Regions from separate parts of the Rattus norvegicus genome. Here region 1 is linked to region 2. The links are chromatin contacts, called in public Hi-C maps. All regions are on one chromosome and are shown on one strand. Each heading gives the region's core, a stretch centred on a gene start, on an enhancer-like site or on the middle of the called end of the contact. The rest is flanking DNA. Distances are from core to core; before and after follow the strand shown. Region 1 has its middle 10 kb from the start of Mogat3. Region 2 holds the start of Trim56 (tripartite motif containing 56).

Evidence for each region. A called contact is a pair of places that touch in the nucleus more often than the background predicts.
Region 1: a contact with region 2 is called in a Hi-C map of the A7r5 cell line, with 2.5 times the contacts expected there. The contact joins the enhancer-like site here to the promoter of Trim56 in region 2. A contact is called at or near these places in 11 of 12 Hi-C or Micro-C datasets (the A7r5 cell line, the Rat2 cell line, Schwann cells and 6 more).

What each region holds. Positions count from the first base shown.
Region 1 is chr12:25,293,063-25,300,201 of GRCr8, reverse strand. No RefSeq gene overlaps it. Among named protein-coding and RNA genes, the nearest start is that of Mogat3, 10 kb to the left of the region's middle. Within about 2 kb of position 5,576, at least 8 of the 93 cell types and tissues checked have an H3K27ac peak or open chromatin away from gene starts, as enhancers often do. A contact at or near this core is called in the A7r5 cell line, where this site is marked.
Region 2 is chr12:25,190,340-25,197,600 of GRCr8, reverse strand. It overlaps Trim56 (tripartite motif containing 56), which reads right to left and starts at 4,293. Exons shown (of 3, transcript NM_001399685.1): 1 at 4,219-4,293; 2 at 2,714-2,842; 3 at 371-2,576. The coding sequence starts at 2,575. The coding sequence ends at 371. It overlaps LOC120095911 (a long non-coding RNA gene), which reads left to right and starts at 4,375. Exons shown (of 3, transcript XR_010056732.1): 1 at 4,375-4,783.

The DNA.
Region 1 (7,139 bases), core at 4,327-6,826, 100 kb before region 2:
TCATTCACACAAAATAAGTAAATAAATGTAAAAGATTACTGGGTCTTACCATGACATTTTTATACACATATACAATACATTTTGACCATACACCCATGGCCCTCTCTTTTCCCTCTCCCTTCCTCGTTCCAACCAGTCTGCCTTCTATTTTCATATCTTTTATTTGTCTGTTTGTTTTTGTTTTGTTTTTGGGAACCCAGTGAGTTTCATTAGAATTGTTTACTGACTAATTCAAGGCACCTCACCAGTGGCTACACTATTGAAAAGAATACCTCGTCCTCCTATAGTGAACATTAAGGTTCTCGTTCAAGGGTTGGGGATTTAGCTCAGTGGTAGAGCGCTTGCCTAGCAAGTGCAAGACTGGGTTTGGTCCCCAGCTCCGAAAAGAAAAAAAAAAAAAAGATTCTCCCTCAACCCTCATTTTCAAGGCAGGGTCTCATTACATAGTACCTCTAGCTGGCCTGGAGCTCACTATGTAGACAAGCTAGCCGGCCTCTAGCCGGCCTCAAACTAGAGTTCCACCTGCCTCCAGGCTCCTCAACTCCCCACCGAGCTGCTGTAATCCTTGCTTCTTCTCTAAACAAGGTCAGAGGCTTAGCTAAGCTGGCAGGCTCCCGAAGCCTTTTAATCCCAGCACATGGGAGGCAGAGGCAGGCGGATCTCTGTGAGTTCAAAGCCAGCTTGGTCCTCAGAATGAGTTCCAGGACAGCCAGGGCTACACAGTGAAACCCTGTCTCGAAAACCCAGACCAAACCAACAAATAAGAACTGGTGGGCTCCAGAACAGAGCTGAGGAGGGACCCTGTGTGGAAGGGTAGCTTTGAAGGGTGAACAGGATCTAAGAACAGGAGAAGCGAGGATGGATGCTTTAACACTGTGAGCAAAAAACTAAACTTGGGGTCTGCCCTCCCTGGTGTGAACTTGGGGTCTGCCCTCCCTGGTGTGCATGTCCACTTGGGAGGTTGAGGCAGAAGATCATGGATCCAACAGTGAGATTGCAGATGGAGACAGGAGACTCCATGAAAATTCATAGGTCACCTATCCTGGTATTTGCAATGGTGAATGAGAGATTTCCCTCTCAGACAAGGGGGCGGGGCAGTCTGTGTGCGCCACATTCTCCTACATGTCACTGGTGCACAAAGACTTTCAGTCTTTGTCCTTATCAAAACAGGAGAAAATACATGCCCGGGTAAATCTGGCCAAGAACCAAGAGTTTCGGGGAGCTTGTAGACCCCAAGCGTGAACCTACTATATTACATTCCCGAAGGGACATACTGTCAAACTGCCCTCTCAGATTGTATCTGCAAACATATAGATGAGTGTGGCTCCCAGCCAGACCTTATCAGAAAAGCTCCTTTGTGTGCTGGACAATGGCTAACACAGAAACGGAACTAATCGAAGTGTAGAGAACAAGCCCTCAGTCTACAGGTGCCATCTAAGAAGAGGGGGACAGAAAGATTCTAAGAGTCACAGGTCCAGTGGTTGGGGATTTAGCTCAGTGGTAGAGCGCTTGCCTAGCAACCACAAGGCCCTGGGTTCGGTCCCCAGCTCCGAAAAAAAGAAAAAAAAAAAAAAGAGTCACAGGTCCAGGCAGACTAGAGTGAAGCAGTGTCTTCTGGACTTGACAGGATGCTGCTGCACTCAGGAGCTCACTCCAGTGGGGCTGTCATAGTTGAAGGGAGAAGCGGTTTCTTTAAGAACATCGACCCTGGGGGTTGGGGATTTAGCTCAGTGGTAGAGCGCTTGCCTAGCAAGCGCAAGGCCCTGGGTTCGGTCCCCAGCTCTGAAAAAAAGAAAAGAAAAAAAAAGAAAAAAGAAAAAAGAAAAAAGAACGTCGACCCTGGTAGGTGAACTTACTTCAGTGGATGGGTCCACAGCAATTAGTATGGGGATCCCACACATAGGAATTGAGAGAGAGAGAGAGAGAGAGAGAGAGAGAGAGAGAGAGAGAGAGAGAACAGGAAGTTCAGAGAATGAGGGGTACATTATGGATGGAGGCCAGGTAAAATATAATTGAATCTCTTTGTATGCATGGTAAGATTTCCCCCAAAATTAATAAAAACATTATATTAAAAGAAGATATAAGGGCTTAAACTAGAGATGGAAACAGAATTAGAGTTGGAGGGAGTTCACGGCCATTCCCTTCCTCTCTCCTCCCTTCCCATCCCTCCCTGACCTCTCCCCTCCCCTCCTCGTCCTCTCTCCTCCTCTCTCCTTCCCTCCTTCCCATCCCTCCCCTCCCTCCCCTCCCTTTCTCTCTCCTCCTTTCCCCTCTCTTCCCTCCACTTCTCTTCCCTTCCTTTTCCAGAGCCCAATATCTCAGAGTTCAAGGCTGTTGTGGGTCTCCCCCTCAACAAATAGAGAACAGGATCCCCCATCCTTGCAGTCTGGAAGACTAACAAAGAAATGTACTTGAACTCAGCTTCTTGGCTCTTCTCAGGGACCATTTCTCTCCCTGCCATCCTCGGAGTGGCCACCAGAGGGTGATCTCTTTTCAAAAGGCAATTCTTTTTTTTTTTTTTTTTTTTTGGTTCTTTTTTTTTGGAGCTGGGGACCGAACCCAGGGCCTTGCGCTTCCTAGGCAAGCGCTCTACCACTGAGCTAAATCCCCAACCCCTCAAAAGGCAATTCTGTCTGTTCCTTTCCAGTTTAAAACCTCCCGACTCACCAGGGGAGGGTTCATTCCCGGCTTCCAGAGTTCTGGGATCAAAGGCGCTCACCACCACACCCAGCCCTGTGTGTTTGGATTGTTCGGTTTCTACTTTTAAGACAGGCTCTCGGGGAAGCCCTTGGTCCTGCTAAGACTGAATCCCCAGTGAACGTGGTTGTTGGGGGGAGGGCGGCAATGGGGGGAGGATGGGGAGGGGAACACCCATAAAGAAGGGGAGGGGGAGGGGTTAGGGGGATGTTGGCCCGGAAACCGGGAAAGGGAATAACACTCGAAATGTAAATAAGAAATACTCAAGTTAATAAAAAAAATTAATTAAAAAAAAAAAAAAAGACAGGCTCTCACTTTGTAGTTCAGGCTAGTTTTGAATTTGCACATGTCCTGCCTCAGCTTCCTGAGCGTTCAGATTACATCTGAGAGCTAATATCCCTATGGAGTTCACAGAGCAGGAGGTCTCTCAGCCCTGGATTTTGCTAGAGACCAGCTTCCTATCTGGAGAAGAACTTCTCAGTGCAATTCACTATCCATTTCCAGACTGTCTTCCCAAGCCTGCAATCTGCCAGGCCTTAAAGATCCCCAACACCTGCCTGGCGGTGCTGGCACACAGCTATGATTCCAGCACTCAGGACAGAAAGGCAGACAGGTCTCTGAGTTCAAGGCCACCCTGGTCTACAGAGTTCCAGGGCATCCAGTTCTACACAGAGAAACTCTGTCTCAGTCAACACACACACACACACACACACACACACACACACACACACACACACAATCTCCATACCCCTCTGTGTTGTTTGCAAACACCCCTTTATCCAAAGTTGGGTAACAAGTATCAGTGCAAACACTGTATTACATTGTAATGCATTAAACAGGTCTCCATCTGAAAGTAATGGGTAGGGCTGGGTAAAGCAGAACACATCGGTCATCTCAACACTAGGAAGGCCTGAGTTCAAGGGAACTCAGCACTAGGAAGATACTGAGTTCAAGACCAGCCAGGGCTCATAGTGAAACCTCATCTTGTTTAATATGTCTCTCTATATAGTTGTTTAATATATATTATATATGTATATATGTTGTTTAATATATGTCATACATGTCATTTTATATATATATATATATATATATATATATATATATATATATAAAACAAAAAGTCTGACTTGTACTCACTCCATGGAGCAAGTCATTCATTTGAGAAAGGTATTTTAAAGTTCTATATTATTGATTTTGGGTGTGTATGGGTCTGTGCACATGAATGCAGGTACCCAGAGAGGCCAGAAAAGAGTGTCCGAGCCTCTGGAACTAGAGTGTAAGTGCGTGTGGATGCTGAGGACCAAACTTAGGTCCCCTGTAAGAGCGGCTCTCAAGGACCAAGCTGTCCACCCAGCCCTGATTTGAAGGTGAGAAGGGAACACTTCATCATTGAGCCCGCAAGCCTTGACAAGAAAGCATGGCTCACTCAGTGCCTTTACAGCAAAGGAAGACGCATCTTCCATCAGACAGGTCAGCTCATCTATAACAGAAGCTGGCTCAAGGCTTTACAAATGTGAATGTGAGGGTTGGTGTAGTGGCGAGCAGGTTTAATCCTAGTACTGGCTCCCAAGGCAGGGGTAGACGGATCTCTGTGGGTTCAAGGCCATCCAGGTCTACACGGCAAGTTCCAGGCCAATCAGGGCTACACAGTGAGACCCTGTCTCAAAAAAACCAACAATAAAGGGGATGAGGAGATGGCTCAGTGGTTAGAGCTGTTTGCTTCTCAGTCTGATGACTGAATTCAATCCCCAGAGCCCGTATGACAGAAGAAGAGAACTGAATCCTGGAAGTTGTTTTCTGATTCCCACATAGACACTGTGAAGGTGCTCACACACACACACACACACACACACACACACACACACACACGGGAGTGGGGAGAGAGAGAGAGAGAGAGAGAGAGGAGAAAAATTCCAAAACATATTTCTAAAAGCTAAGCATGTAAGCTGAGAGGTGGTGGCATACATCTTTAATCCTAGCACTGGAGAACACTAGCAGAGCCAGGCAGATCTCTGAGTTCAAGGCCTGCCTGGTCTACATAGCGAGTTCCAGGACAGCCAGGGCTATATAGAGAAGAAACAAACAAATGCCTTAACAAACAAACAAATATCCAAATTCATGCCAGTCATTTTCTCGTGTTGATGCGAACGACCAGTAATGAGTACACGGGGGCGGAGGTGACATCAGCAGGACCCTGTCCTAAGAGTTCACCGGCAAGGCTGATGGCTCTTCCGTCTCCTCTGACTCACGAAGCTCCCACGGGTGTTCCTAGAAGCGGACAATCCTGCCCACGGAAGAAATAAGAGTGGCTTCCGTTATGGCTGAATTATGATGAGCTGTAATGAGACTCGGGGTTGAAGAATAGCGGCTCCAATTGGCTCAGGATAATTCCTCCCATTACCTGAGCCCGTGTGCCAGAAATACTGCACCAAGTCCTTTCTATGCATCATCTCATTCAGCCCTTACTGGAAGCGAGGTGTTAGGTCCTCTTTATAGAAAAAGGGACATCGTGATTCACCAGCGAGCCTGACATCAGTGATCCATTGCCTTCTGCGCCATCCAGACCATTCCTCTAAGTGCTGTCTCTCTGAGTCAGGCGCTTAGGCATTCTTTGGCTCTGTGACTGTGCACCGGTTGCTGCTTAACCCTTTTGTCTCTGGTCCCCCCCCCGCCCCCTCTTTTCTCCAAGACAGGGTTTCTCTGTGTAGCCCTGGCTGTCCTGGAACTCTCTCTGTAGACCAGGCTGGCCTTGAACTTAGAGACCCACCTGCCTCTGCCTCTGACGTTAAAGATGAGCTCCACCACCACCCAGCTCTTCTACCCTCTTAAGGGTGAGCTCATTGTAAGGGTTATGAGGGCCCCGGGGGATGCTGGGAGTTATAGCTCAGTGGCTAGGCTGCTTGCCTAGAAAGCAGCAGGTCCTGGATTCCATCTCCAGTGCCATGTAATCTAAACGGTACACGATGGTTCGTGTCCCAGCACTGGGGAGGTAGAAACAGGAGGCCCAGGAGTTGAAACTCACCCTCAGTTACATAAAGACCCAGAGGCCAACCTGGGCTACACGAGACCCTGTTTTTCTTTTTAAGCATATGAGGGTGTCATGATGGGTACTTGGTGGGCACTTGCATCCGCAAGATGGAAAAAGAGAACCAACTCCTAAAAGTATCTTCTGGGTTCCACGTGTGTGCCGTGCCCACAGGTGCCCCATTCATAATTAGGCAAAGGTAATGTTTTAAATTACTGGACTTTAATTCTGTGTTTGGTTGGTTGGTTTTGACTTTTTGAGACAGGGTTTTCTCTGTGTAGCCCTGGCTATCCTGGAACTTGCTTTTTATATCAGGATGGTCTCAAACTTGGGAGTCCATATGCCTCTGCCTCCCGAGTGCTGGGATTAAAAGCATGAAAGTATTGTGTTTTATGTGTATGGGTGTTTTTACCTGCATGTTTATCTGAGGCCAAAAGAGGGCATCAGATCCTGTAGAACTGACTTAACAGTTGTGAGCTGCTGTTGGGTGCTCAGAATCAAACCCAGTTCCTCTGGAAGAGCAGCCAGTGCTCTTAACCATTGGGCCATCTTTCCAGTCCCATCAAATGTAATTAAAACAAACAAAATGTAAGCAAGAGCTGGTGTGACACTGAATGTCTGTCATCCCAGCCTTTGGGGAGATGAGGCAAGCTCAAGGCAAGCCTGGTCTACAGAGCAGAAGCCCGTCTCCATTAAAAGAAAAAAGAAAGCAAGGCAAAACAAAACCGAGTTTCTAATTTTTTTATTTTTATGTATGTGCATATATGTGTCTATGTGAGTGTGTGTGCACGCCTGTGTGGACTCACAGAGGCCAGAAGAGGCTGCCAGGTCCCTTGGAACTGGAGTTATAGGCATTTGCAGGATTCCCTGATTATTACAGGGAGGCAGAGACTTGAACTCTGGCCCTCCAGATTGTGCAGCAAGCACTCTTAACCCCTGACATCTCTCCAGTCCCTGCTGATTTGCTTTTGAGACAGGGTCTCCTGTAGCCCAGGTTGACCTCAAACTCCCTACATATCTGGATTGTCCTGTCTTCATCCATGGACTGCTAGAGCTATGGTTGTGTTACCACACTGTGGTATATTTATGTGTTTGTCTGTTTTGTATTTTCAAGAAAGGGTCTCACTGGGTAGCTCTGACTGCCCTGGAACAACTCACTTTTTAGACCAGGCTGGCCTCAAACTCAGATCTGCTCGTCTGCCTCCCAAGTGCTGGGATTAAAGGCATTCGTCACTAAGTTCCCTCTGGAGATCAGAATCCAGAGTTTGGGATTTGGATGTGAAAAGGCTCCCTTGAGCTCATCTGTTTCAATAGGTGATCACCAGCTGGTGGTGCTGTTTGAAAGGTTTCAAAACTATTAGGAGGTAGCCACTCACTGGCCTATGTGGTAACTGAGGGTACCTTTTAAGGTTTTATA
Region 2 (7,261 bases), core at 3,044-5,543:
GACTCCTCAGTGGTAGGAGCTAGGCAGGCGCTCTACAGAGGAGCCAGGCCGGCATCCCAGGAATGGTTGTGAAGAATACAAATCAAGAATCGGGCTTTAGATTGAAGACACCTAAAGCACAGCAGAAGCCACAGGTGCAGGGAGCACTGGAAAGCAAGCGGTTTGCTGACTCCCGGCACCTCTGTGTGCTCAGAGCTATCACGCCGCCGCCAGCATCACTCAGTATCTTCTATCCCCGCATAGCAAAAGGAGCAAGCGTTTTTCTGGTTGGGAAAATGCCCTTGGCCACCTCATTCTACAAGTGGCTCTGATTCTATTATGCCCTCCCCCCTCCCTTCCCACCTGCCCTCCACCCCAGCCGTAAGCCCCTTTAACTGTCAGGAAACCTGACCCTAAAGACATGGATGGTTCCATTACTAAGTGACACCACCAAGTATTTGCCATCTACCATGGTGGTTACCCGGGGCTTTTCCAGGCCGTGGTATGCTGTTAGGAAGTCACCCAGAAGTGACCCCTTGGGATCCAGGATCACCACCTTATTCACCTCTCGAAGGGTCAGAAATATGTAGCCCTTCTTATCCACAGACACAGAACCTGGCTGGCAGCCATGGAGCCCAGGGCCTTTGTATTCCCAGATCACCTGACCTAGCCCATCACAGAAAACCACACTGTTCTGCTGCCAATCTGACCCTACGAAATTGCCCTGGGGGCTGGTGGTCAGGAACACCAGTGCCCTCTGGCCTCGGCTAGCCTTGCCTCCAGGGATAAACCGGGTAGCCAGGCTGCCTTCTTTCTTGTATACCTCCACGTGGCCTGCCACACTGACAGCCACCCGGTCTCCACACGGCATCGCGGCCACGGCGTGGCTGGACTGGGCGAGGCTCAGGGACCTGCGCCACTGAACTTCCCCCTCAGGACTGACGAGATAGAGCTTTGCGTTGGCCGAGAAAGCCACGGCGTTCTGCAGGGCAGCCACGCTGCACGGGGAACAGCCCTCGGGGACCGGCACTGTGCCCTTGTAGTCGCCATTGAGGGAGAAGCGTTTCAAGACCCTGTTCTGCTCATCGGCCACCAAGATCTCCTGGGGGCCGTAGGGACAGAGCCCAGTGATTCGTGGGGAGCGCTTGTCCCCAGGCATCCTTGTGGGGAAACTCCAGGAGAACACAGGCCGAGGGAGGGGGCCCGAACCTTCCAGGTTTGGCCTCAGGATGGGGCTGGGCTCCCGAGAGACAGACTTGCCCCTGCCTTTGCACTTTTTCTTCTTGTTAGGTCTGTTACCCCTTTCGATTAGGACCTCGTCATCTTCTGGGGGGTTCTGGGCTTTGCCTTCCTTGGGAATCAGGGGCTGGGCTCCGCCCTGCTTCCCTGTCTTAGTTCTGTCATCCCCTTGGCTTTGAGCTTCATCTCCACCTTGGGTGCCAGCTCCAACCTTCCCACCGTCCTTCTGGGATTGCCTTGGCTCCTCAAAGGAGAGTCGGAGCAAGTGGCAGTTCTTGTCCTCGAGCCCAGGGTGGAGCTCCAGCTGGGGCAGCACGCAGCGGGTGGGCCCAGATGTCCAGGGAGTGTCTTGAAGCTGGCGCAGGCGCTGTGTGATCGCTCCCTCCAGCGAAAGGATCTCCGCCTCCAGACCCAGGCTGAGCACCCGACGGGCAAAGGCAGCAGCCGCCTTGGCCACCTGCTCCTGGCTCTCTATCTTGGTCAGCCTCTCCCTCGTAGCCTCCTCAGCAGCCTCCACGAGGGCCCGGAGTTGTCCCAACACCTCCTGCTTCTGGGCCAGCAGGGATTTGAGGATTCGTTCGGCCGCCTCCTCCACCTGAGTCCCCACACTGGCTGCCTGCTCTCGGAGCAAGGCCAGTGCTTCCTTTTCTGCCACCCGAGTGGCTTCTAGCTCCAGCAGATTACTGTCCACACCCGCCAATAACTCCTCAAGGCCTGGCTTCCTGGAACGCACTGCTTCCGCCAGGGGCAGGCAGGGGTGATCAATATGGGGACCCAGGCGGCAGTCCTTGCAGAGCAACTGAGAACAAGGCTGACACAGGAAGCAGAGGGTTTCCCCGGGGTGCTGGGGACACTGGGATGCCTGGCGCTCTCGAGCTTCTTCATCGTACCACCCGGCTCGATAACCCACCAGGTCGACTACACGGTGCTTGTGGGTCTGTCGGGAGCAGCGGTGCCCGTCAGCACAGGCCTGGCATAAGTCATCTGCGCAGTCCAGGCACCTGGCTGTCGCGGGTCCCCCCGAGCTCTTGCCCCCCACCAGAGGGCACAGAGCGCAGGTTGGCTTCCCTGAATGGCTGTCCCCGGCAGCTCTGGCCTTGACAAGATCCAAGAGCCCATTGACAAAGAAGTTGGTCTTGAAGGCGGCCACACCTTCCGGGGGGACAGGCACAGTCTCCCGACACTCGGGGCAGCGGACCTGGCCACCGATGTCCAGTTGGGCCAGACAGTCCTGGCAGTAGGTATGTAGACATGGCAGAGTCTTGGGCGTGTGTAACTGCTCCAGGCAGATTTTACAGGCTAGGAAATCGCTGCTCAGTGCCTCCAGCAGGGTTGGGGAAGAGACTTTGGAGGTCATACTGTAAGGGAAGGGGCAGAGGTCAGAGGTCAGAGGTCACCGGGCCATGCCCCTAGCTTGTTTCTTCCCCTCTCCCGCTCCCCACAAACACACTTCACCCTGGTCCCTCCCCTCCCCTTTCCTGGTGTCCGCACTCGCCTGGATGTCTGGTAAGTTCTGGCTTGCGTTGTGAGAGGCACTGGGTACTAAGGGAAGGCCTTCTTTCTTCCAGTCTGTCTCCTTCACTCACGGATCATAAACACGCGAACACGGTAGGAAGTGCTGAGCCTATGGGGAAAATGAGACCAGGGAGCCCCCAGGCCTCAGAGATGGAGTAATCTAATTAGTAACATACCAGGATGGGCCAAAGGTAGGTATAGCCCAGGCCCTTCCCAGCTCATGTAGCCCAGGCTGGCTTCAAGCTGCCAAGTAGCCCAGGATGACCCCGACTTTCTGAACTTCCTGCCTCTGCTCCCGGAGGCCTGGGATTACAGGTGTGTGACAGAACACCCAGTTTATGTAGCACTGGGGAAGGAACCTGGAGTTTCTTGCATGCTAGGCAAGTTCTCTACCAAGTCAGCCACACCCCTAGGGTCTAGGTCCAAGCTTGTGCTTCCCCTGCCTCAGTTTCCCGAGTGCTCACATTACAGGCAAGGTCCACCACGTTCATCTTGGTCATGGGGTCCTGTTATGAGTGGGTACTGGGGCTCAAAGGGGCAGCCAGGAAGGACACCTAGGTCAGGTGCATGACAGCACCCCGCTTTTCCATGTCGGACGGCGTCCCGCAGTCTTTTGTCTGTCCATCTGTCTGAGAAGGTGTCCTGGGAAGGAGGGAGGGGAGCCTACTTCCTGCCCCAACTAGTTTTGAAAGTAATCACTGATCAGGATGAAGGATGGGGGGGGGGGGCTCATTTCCTTCCTTTTGCTAGACTTTGGGGTCATGAAGATCTGGCCTGACTGACTCCTGGAGCCCTCTGATTTTAACATTCCCTACCAAATGCATTCTGGAGTTGTTTGGAGGAAAGGTACTACTAGTCCCCAGCACTGTGGCGACTTAATAAGGAGAGTTGGTGGAATCCTAGCACTCAGGAGCCTGACACGGGCTAGCCTGGGTTACAAAGTGAGCTTCAGGACAGCCTGGGGCTACAACAGTGAGTTCTGGCTGAGCCTGCCCTACAGAGAGACTTTTCTTTTAAAAAGGGAGAGAGGGGGTTGGAGAGAGAGAGAGAGAGGAAGAGGGAGAGGGAGGGTGAGGGTGAGGGTGAGGGTGAGGGGGGGAGGGGGAGGGAGAGGGAGAGGGAGAGGGAGAGGGAGAGGGAGAGGGAGAGGGAGAGGGAGAGGGAGAGGGAGAGGGAGAGGGAGAGAGAGAGAGATTTACTTTTCCCCCAGTGTAGGGAGAGAAAACTCGGAGTGGGGGTGGGGGTGCGGCTGCCTACACTCAGGGAGTGTAGGATTCCGGACTCAAGGTGGGAGGTTGAGGGATAGGCCTGGCCCCAAGCTTGTCCTCTTAAGCTTTCCAGGTCCCCTCTGCCCTCTCCCCCCTCCCTTCCTTTCCCTCTCCCGGGCTTTCTCACTTCCCTCCCCTTTCCTCTCTCCCCTCCCCCAAGCCTCGTCTTTCTGGGTTCTGGCTCTTACCCCTACCCGCCTCCCCCGGCTTCCCTTACCCAGACACAGCAGATCTTGGATTCTCCCAGCGGGACCCGGGGAGCCCCGAAAACCCGCTGCCGCTGCCTCCGGCAGTTGGCTACCAGCAAGAGAAACAAAACTGAAAGTAATCGTACTGTGGTGGTGTGTAACTTCCGTCCCCGGCCCGGGACAGCTACTCTGGGGCGCAAGCCCCGCCTTCCTCCCCACCCCACCCTGGAACCCTCCCTCCCCTCTGGCCCCGGCTGTAAGGCCAGACCCGCCTCCAGCAGGAAAGTCTGGGGGCCACAGGGCAGGGCGTCAGTGTATTCACAGTGTTGCAAACAAGACAAGAATCTGTTCTCTGAGCATGTTTATCGGGTCAGGGTGTTTATGTGTGGCAAGGAATGACAGGTGGGTGATTGGCCAGTGGGCGAGGCTACTGGAGGATCCTTTGCTAACCGTTGAAGCTGTGAGCCCCAGATAAGAACATCTCGTCTAGGGGTTAGCGCAGTCTTCCTGCAGGAGGCTCTATCTAGAGATGTGTTTGAGGAGGTCTCACAGCTTTGCGGTTTTCCCGGAACAAGAACTTTCTGAGAGCAACAGGTGTGTGGGGGACGGAGGAAGGAGATCTGAAATCCTCAGTCTGGGGTGGTGGGGTACAGCTGTAATTCCTGCGCTGGGGAGCTGGAGGAAGACCAGAGAGGTTCCATGCTAGCTAGCCTCAGATACTTAGCGAGTTTAAGGCCCGTGGGAGCTACTGAATCCCGTCTGTCAAAAAGAATCACAGGGGACGTTGTGAACTGTGGCAGACAGGACATGGTAAAGGGAGGAACTGACTACATTGTTGGGTGCCACAGACTAGGTAGTCAATCAAAATGAGGACAGGAAGCCATTCAGGTGCTGCCTGACTTAACATGGTTCCCCTTGGCAATCTGTCTACCTCTCTCTTTTTTTTTTTTCTCCCAAGTTTCTGCAACATGAAGGCGTAAAAGCGATACATTAAGTAAAAACTGTGTTTTTGGCCCTTTTCTTATGTGTTTATTTAGACAAAGTCTCCTTATGCAGCTTAGGCTAGCTTCAAATTCAAGATCCTTCTGTCGCAGCCTCTTGAGTGTTGGTGTTACAGGTGCGTGCCACCACCCACATCTTTTGAATTTTTTGGCCTAGGGAAAAAAATTACTACTCTAAGGGGAAGGCCTGAAGAAGCCAGACAGCATAGAAAGACAAGGTCACATGGGGGCGGATTCATCCCATATGCTCACACTGGTAGAAGGCTTGCCTGGCATGCACAAAGCCCTGGATTCCACCCACAACACCCAATAAACTAAGTGTAACCCCAGCACTTGGGAGGCAGTGGCTGGAAGATCAGGAGTTCAAGGTCATCCTCAATATATAGCAAGTTCCAGCCAGTCTGAGATACGTGAGACCCTGTCTCAAACAAACAAACAAAAGGATGTGGGCTTCTTAGCACCGGACAACAAGAGCCCCTCACTCAGACCTGGTTAAAGTCTCTTGCCAGCTGAAAAGCAAAGGACTCCAGCAGAGTTAAAACCTTTGCTGTGAAGGTTGCCAGCTTGAGGTATTTCAAATGACAGCATTAAAATAGCTGTGAGGCAATAGGGCTCAGTGAATAAAGGGGCTTGCCACCAAACCTGAGGATCCCGGAGTTCAATTCCCAGAACTCCCATAGTTGTTCTCTGACCTCCACACCTAGCCCATGGGACTTGTGTGCCCACACACATTAATAATCAAGTTAAACTTTTAAAACACGTTAAGGTAGCAATGAACCGGGCTTGAGGCTTAAAAAGACAGGATCCAGTACATTCTGCTCTCCCAGTCTGACTGTGATTTTCAGGGGCCAGAGAAGACCCTTGTATTGTAAACTGGCTTAATCCCTTGTGCGAGTCTTGTGAGCCATAGCTTTACCTTGTCAGTTTGTCTACCCCAGCACCCCCTTTCCAGGCAACCCAGCAATTCCATTTACTGATAAAGGGTGAAGATATAGAAGGGGGTGTCCCTAAGAAGGCCCCCTTGGGTGGATCTGCCGGACGCTGCTCAGAGAGGGAGCACACCCTGAACAGGAGTTCCTTATCAGACTCGCTGCCCCTGCCCCTTCTTTTTTTTTTTTTTTTAAGATTTATTTATTTATTTATTTATTTATTTATTTATTTATTTATTTATTTATTTATTTTATATATGTGAGTACATTGTAGTTGTCTTCAGACACACCAGAAGAGGGCATCAGGTCTTATTACAGATGGTTGTGAGCCACCATGTGGTTGCTGGGAATTGAACTCATGACCTCTGGAAGAGCAGTCGGGTGCTCTTAACCGCTGAGCCATCTCTCCAGCCCCCTAGCTTTTTCTTTTCTGTTCTTTCCTTTCCTTCTTTATCTCCTTCTCTTTCCCTCCTTTCCCTCTCCCTTCCCTCCTCCTTCTTCTCCCTTCGCCCTCTTACCTTTCTCATTCCTGTCCTTCCCCGACAGTCTTTACATAGCCCAGGCCAACATACAATTCAGTTTATTATCCAGGCTTGAGCTCGGAAGCCTCCCGTTTCAGACTCCCAAGGCTCTGGCATTACAGTCAGGCAACACCATCTGGGCTTAATTTGGGTTTAATTTGCCCTTACTTTTAGTTTCTTGAGTTGAGAGCTCAAAAAACTAAAAAGCTCAAGGTAATGGGCTTCAGAGGACAACTTACAGAAGTCTCCTATGGGTTTCTCTCCTTCCACCACATGGGTTCCAGGAATCGAACTCAGGTCTCCAGGCTTAGTGGCAAGCCCCTTAATCCACTGAGCCATCTCATCCTCCCTCTTTGTTCTTTTCTGAAATACACTTTTGACCTGGAAGCCTTACTCTTTCTTCCTGCAGTCTGTGCTATTAAGTGTTCATGCTCTAGCTCTCTAAGGACAGACTTTTTTAAAAAAATTAGCAAAAAACACCATTTACTGGTTTATGTTTTTTTGAGACAGGCTCTCCAGGAGCCCAGGCTGACCTCAAATTCACTGTATAGTAGAGGTTGGCCTCAAACTCCCGATCTTCCTGTCTCCAGCCTCTGGAGTGCGGGGTTACAAGTGTGCAAG